Regions from separate parts of the Mus musculus genome. Here region 2 is linked to region 1. Evidence: chromatin contacts called from public promoter capture Hi-C data. All regions are on one chromosome and are shown on one strand. Each heading gives the region's core, a stretch centred on a gene start, on an enhancer-like site or on the middle of the called end of the contact. The rest is flanking DNA. Distances are from core to core; before and after follow the strand shown.

Region 1 (3,021 bases), core at 222-2,721:
CCAAATTAAGTAATTAATAGACAAATAAATAAAATGTATATATAGTTATTCTCATTCCAGATGAGTGGGTGAATGAATGAATGAATGAATGAATTGGCAAATAAAATGTATAGTTATATATTGGCCCACAAAGATGGCATTCTGGATAAAAAGGAACTTGCTGTAAGGCTAAGGACCTGAGTTCAGTCCCTAGAACCCACATAGTAGAAGGAAAGAACTGATCTCTGCAGGTTGTTTTTTAACTTCCACAGATATACACACTTAAAAGAAAAAAAAAGAAATGAAATAGAAGCTCGCTCTGTTTTTGCTTTAATTAATAGTTTAGTCCTCATTAATAATAAACTATTTTTGTTATAAACACTTCAGTCTTGGGTATTACATTTTTCAGGCAATGATTTTGTGAGGTACTTAATATTTATATTGTATACTATCACTGCCCAACACAGCCCAGTGAATGTCAGCTTCATGAGTTATATCTTGCTGAAATTAGCAGTGACCTATTCTCCCTTTATATTAAATAGTATTTCTTAGGATGTTGAAGGTACTTATTATTATTAGTTGTTGTTGTTGTTGTTGTTTGAGATAGGTCTCACTATGTAGCTCTGGTTGTCCTGGAACTCACTATGTAGATCTGGCCTCAGACTCACAGAGATCTGCCTTTGCCCTCTTGAGTGCTGGGATTAAAGATATGCATCACAATACTCTGCAATAATTGATCATTGATTTTAGAAACACCAATTCGGTGATGTAATGCAAATTATATTTTTCATCTCTATGGAATGCTCTAAATTTTGCTCTACTTAATTTAAATTTTCCAGTAGATTATCACATTTTCAAATGTCCTTTGTTGATAGTGTCACGTAAGAATGGCCTATAAAAATTAGCACAGAGTTTACTTGAAGATTCTTACTATGGTGCTCATGTAAATGCCTAGGTAACTTTTAGACATTGTAGAGATTCCTATTAACTTCATTGTTTTTAGAGGAATACAGTGGTATTGAATTGAATAAAAGATACAAAATTAGATACATAGTAAAAGATTCATTTACATACTCTTTCTTGTTGGCTATATCTTTGTGTGTCACTTTAACTGACTCTACTTTGTGGTAAATTATCATATATCATAAGCTGATTCAGAGGGGAGAGGGAATACAATATCTACTTAGCCCAAGTCTTAGTGGAGTGTATGTGAGTTAATAGTTTCTGCTATTGAATAGAGTTCTTCTTCAGCTAAGCAAAAAGTAGCAAAAGGAGCTGTTTACATGAAAACAGCTCTGATTACATGAAAACTTATTTCAACCCATTCAAATTAAATAGTAGTAGTAATAATATATGTTGGAAATAACTGTAAAATCATAGATGGCTGATTCGTAGGAAGCTCTGTAAGAACTGACTTAGCATTTAAAGCAAGCATGTCAGACAGGCCTGGTAACCTGAGTTCAGTCCCCAGAGCCCCTTTGTACATACAGGAACCAACACCACAGAGTAGTCCTCTACTCCTCCCACGTAGGTACTCTGTCGTGCGTTAACACTCCACCCCACCCCAGTATTAACAAAATCTGAAAAATATGGCCAAACCTTGGAAACAGATTTCTTACCTACTATAATTTATATTAATTTACTGTGGACTCTGCATGTTTACTGTCTGCCCATTACCCTTTTCTACCTTATAAGATCCTGTCCAAAAAACTTTTCTTCATTTTCTTCCAACATTGTTGATTGAGATAAATGCTCAGGCTCTTGTTTTTGTTGACAGAAATGCTTGAATTTTGTGCATACCTGTTGCATTGTGCATTCAAATTGGGCTTTGTCTCGAAGAAATTGTGTTAATTAAATATGTTAATACTGCCAGTAGTATGATTATAATTAGTCTGCAGAGTTTATTTTTTTAAACAAATCCTTTTTAGTTTATCTAGGAAACAATTCATATATATATGTATACATATATACGTACATCATAACATTTTTCTCATTTTAACTAGTCAGTAGAAACTTAGAGGATTAGAGTAGAAAAGGCAAAGTTTCTTGTTAATTCAAATTTTCTCAGATAATTTCTCAAGGTCAGATTGACCTGTGTCCTTCACATTTAAAAAAAAATGTTGCTATCTTTGTAACTAATGGTTAATTTGATCTTTGGATATTGCATGAGAGTTTATAAATATATAACCCTTATATTTTTAGCTAGTCACTCCTTTTCTCTGAAGACAGTTTACTTTCATTTTCACATTATACAGCAGATAGGGGTTTTTTGTTTTTGTTTATTGTTGCTGCTGCCAAACATCAAACCTGAGGCCTTCTACATAGCATTTTACCACTAGACTATGCTTCCAGCTCTTATTGCTCCTTAGCATTTGTGGCCAAACTAATCCAAAAAGAGAGCACTAATTGAATAAACATTTTGGTGAAATTTCCCGAGTTTTTGCCTTTTAATTTTGACAACTCAGAGTCTTTTAAGAGTACCACTTATAGCAAGATCGTTTATAATCAAATGCTTTAATGATTGCATTCTATACAAAAGTTACTTTGGGAGGTTTTCTAGAACCTAAAATGAATCTTACATGAAGATCCATTTAATATGGAATGTAATTTTACTATAAGGATAAAGAGCAACAGTGTGAATAAGCTTTGCAATGTGTTCATTGACTTGAGAGCTTTGTTTCTAAGGGTGCTTGTCAAAACACCACTGCTAATTTCACCAGATTTGGGGAGACTTTTGAAAGGAGAAAGTAATAGGAAGATAGCCCGAGTGGGGAAAAGTTAGATTGTCCTCAGTGTCCACAGGTGAGTAGATAATGATGGAGTAAACCAAGGGGCAGAAGCACTGACAGTTCCTCATTATGAAGATACAAACAGGCTCTGAAGAAGTACTTGTTATTCTCATAAAATAGTGGTTTACTTTCTATTGGTGTCTGTAAATAAAGTAAAGCATGATTTTCTTTTGCCTTTTACAGATTTTAAGAATCAATTGTTAATTTAAGGAGTTCATTTTTTCCCCCATTAGTCTTTATGTAATGCTTACAG
Region 2 (3,169 bases), core at 308-2,807, 2.0 Mb before region 1:
TATACCATATAAGAAATTAAAACTGGGGCTGGTGAGATGACTCAGTGGTTAAAAGCACTGGCCGCTCTTCCAGAGGTCATGAGTTCAATTCCCAGCAACCACGTGGTGGCTCACAACCATCTCTAGGGGGATATGATTCCATCTTCAGGCAGGCAGATATATATGAAACAGAGCACTCATCCATTAAATAAATAAATTTGAAAAAAATTTTAAAAAGAAAGAAATTAAAACTGAAAAGAATTCAGAATATTTCTTTTTCTTTACACATACTCTAAGAAGCATGAAAATAAAATAAGGTCTATTTTCCAGAATAAAAGCTTGAGAAGAACGTCCCTTCCTTTTGTGTTTCTATAAGTCTTACCAGTACTGACTTAATGGACAGCTAAGATTAATGAGCTTCCCAAGTCTGCTTCTGAATTCTCTGAGGAGGTCTCCCATGACCTGTGTCCTCTGGGAAACTTCCCTTTGCACTCATGAGAGAATGAGAGTTAAAAAGGCTAGTGCCTCAGCTGACCCCCTCAAACGATTTCTAGAATTCACGGGGGCTTCTACACCTCATCTTGAGGGCTACAGCCCTAAATATTTACTTAGTTGTCTGTGAAGCACTCACTGAGAAAGTCTAGACAAAATGCATTCCAAAAGCAATTAATGATATTGTCACAAGAAATACTATGTAAGAGTCTAATTCTCCCCTGCCTCGGACATGCAACAAATTTTGTGTGTTCTTTTTGCCATTAAAAAAAAAAAAAGGGAAAAAAAATATATACACTATTAATAAAACAAAGTTGTCAAAAATATTTAAGGCATAATGGCATAATATATTTTGATTGATACATGGAGGATTTTTCAATTTCACATAATCAAATTTTGAAACTTATTCCTACAAATTTTGAGACCCAGTCCATGGATAACCAGAAACATTATTGTGGGGCAGCTGAACTCAGTGTGACTTTTGTGATAAAGTAGGATTTGTTTGCTTGTATGATCAGACTCTCTCCCACTTTATAGACTCATAAAGTTCTTTTTACTGCTGCATTTAGATCCGTGGTAACTAGTTAAAGAGATCAGTTACTACTAAAGTAGTTTCTACTGCTATAGACAGCATGTCTCGCTAGTCCCTTATTCACAGATCCCAGCATTTGACCTTCATCCTTCCGGGTCGCTGGACTCTCTTCTTCTGAAGTGTGTTGTGGCCAACAACATTCAAGTACCAGGGACAAGTGATATTCTCAAAGACGGGTCGATGTGCTCCTAATGCCAGTGGAAATTGTTTTTCCTATTGATTAAAAACCTCCTTTCAAAGAGGTGAGGCAGTTCCTTGTGAGCTAGGACAGCACTAACACAGAGAGCCAAGCTGTAACAAGTCATTGCTCTCCAGGAACCTGTAATGCCCGAGATCCCACAGAGATGTTCCATGCTTTAAGCCTACAGACTCTGAGAAATTCTTAGTCTATATTCGGGAGAATTTGCAGAGGGAAGTAATCAGCCTTCTTAGTTCTAACAAACTGGCCACCTGCTTACTCACCACTTCCTGCCTTTTCCTTCCTAAAACGGAAGCTGACTTTGCTCTCCACAGACTCCGGCTGTGCTGTAAGAAAGCTTCTGTGAGCATACTGGGGTACACATGTACTGGGGTACACATGCCCCTCGGGTCCCTCTTACATTTACCCTCACAAAGTCTAAGAAGTTTTCCCTTCAGTGTAACTACTCCAGCCACAAACAACCACACCCTTCCAAGCTCAGATGTGAACGCTGTTTAAATCCTCGTTGGAAGTGACCTGGGCAGTATCCGCACTCGGCCTCAGAGTCTGATCCCCAGAGTCAGAGCAGAGCAAGCATCTGCTTTCGAAATGTATTTTAAAAAATATTGACATTCTACATTTGTTGTTTTGTTTGTTTGTTTGTTTGTTTTAACCAAAGATACATGCTGGTTTCTTCATGGTCTTCATTTCTATCCTCATTTTTAACACCTGTTGCTTTCTTCTTCTTCTTCTTCTTCTTCTTCTTCTTCTTCTTCTTCTTCTTCTTCTTCTTCTTCTTCTTCTTCTTCTTCTTCTTCTTCTTCTTCGTCTTCCTCTTCCTCTTCCTCTTCCTCTTCCTCTTCTTCTTCTTCTTCCTGATAGACTCATCATTTTCTTTTCTGTTTTTCAACTGAGGTCAGTGAAGCAAAGAATCAGTACAGTGAGCCAAGTGACAGTGTCTGGGAAGAGCAAGGACCAAGGCTAGAAAGTCTCTCTAGGAGAAGCCACGGCAGGAAACCCTGATTTGCATCTGTCCCCAAATAGAGTCCAGCATAGAAGGGACCATAGAGAGCCAGACTGCCAGACAAGAATATGAGAGTGCGCGTTGGGATGCCAACAAGTTGTACCACAAAGTATTCTGAGTATGGTCTTGAGTATCCTTGGTCTGGCATCTTTTATACAAATACTGGAGAGTTTGAAAGTGTTGAATACCAAATTTTTATCTCTGCTTTAAGGCATTCAATTGCCATGGCCTATCATCACACGGGTTTTCTTCAATAGAAATGCTGAATCTGCTGGGTAAAAAGTAAATATTCCGATTTGTATGTATGCTGTGTCAAAGAGGAAATTTTAATTCACATAACAGAAATTTTGATCCAAACTATCTCTAATGCTCCGTTTTGGTGAGTACATACACGTTTTAAAACTTGAACCACGGACCTCCATGGAGAAGCCACCCAGCCTGGATGACTAGTAGGCGCAAGGCTGGACAGCAAGCTAGAAGAAACTGTAAACCCAAGACTGCTGCAGCAGTTAAATACCTCACAGCAGGAACACCATTTTCCCATTCTCATCTCACCTGCAGGCCTCTAGGATCTCACAGGCATTTACAGCAAAGGTCTAGGGCCCTTGAGGGATGCCTAGTACCATATTAAGTTTCTTCAGCCAAGGCCTATGGGTGTGTTGTGGGGAGGGAGGTATAAGTGTGTGTAAATTATTACTCGGGCCTGAGCATCCTGAGAGAATTGTCAATAACTGACTAGGATAGAGCAGGCAGTAATGTCATTAGGTTAGGGCTGGCTGTCACAAGACAGAAAACAAAAAGTAGAGTTATATAAAAAGATGACAAAGGGAAGGTGTCTGATTTCATACTAGACAGTGGACACATGAAGAAACTGTCCCTATGCCATAATCTTCAAAGAGGAGTT

Evidence for each region. Promoter capture Hi-C pulls out the DNA fragments that hold promoters and counts their contacts.
Region 2: a promoter capture Hi-C map of pre-B cells shows a contact between it and region 1, with 3 times the contacts expected there. The contact joins two enhancer-like sites. A contact is called at or near these places in 2 of 39 promoter capture datasets (hippocampal neurons and pre-B cells) and 1 of 115 datasets of contacts at active chromatin or transcription factors (pancreatic cancer cells).

The regions. Positions count from the first base shown.
Region 1 is chr2:73,855,656-73,858,676 of GRCm38.p6, reverse strand. The region is part of intron 5 of Atf2 (activating transcription factor 2); the gene reads left to right. Among named protein-coding and RNA genes, the nearest start is that of Gm10822, 35 kb to the left of the region's middle. Within about 2 kb of position 1,471, at least 5 of the 459 cell types and tissues checked have an H3K27ac peak or open chromatin away from gene starts, as enhancers often do. A contact at or near this core is called in pre-B cells, where this site is marked.
Region 2 is chr2:75,822,334-75,825,502 of GRCm38.p6, reverse strand. The region is part of intron 1 of Gm34861 (a long non-coding RNA gene); the gene reads left to right. Among named protein-coding and RNA genes, the nearest start is that of Agps, 8.3 kb to the left of the region's middle. Within about 2 kb of position 1,557, at least 102 of the 459 cell types and tissues checked have an H3K27ac peak or open chromatin away from gene starts, as enhancers often do. A contact at or near this core is called in pre-B cells, where this site is marked.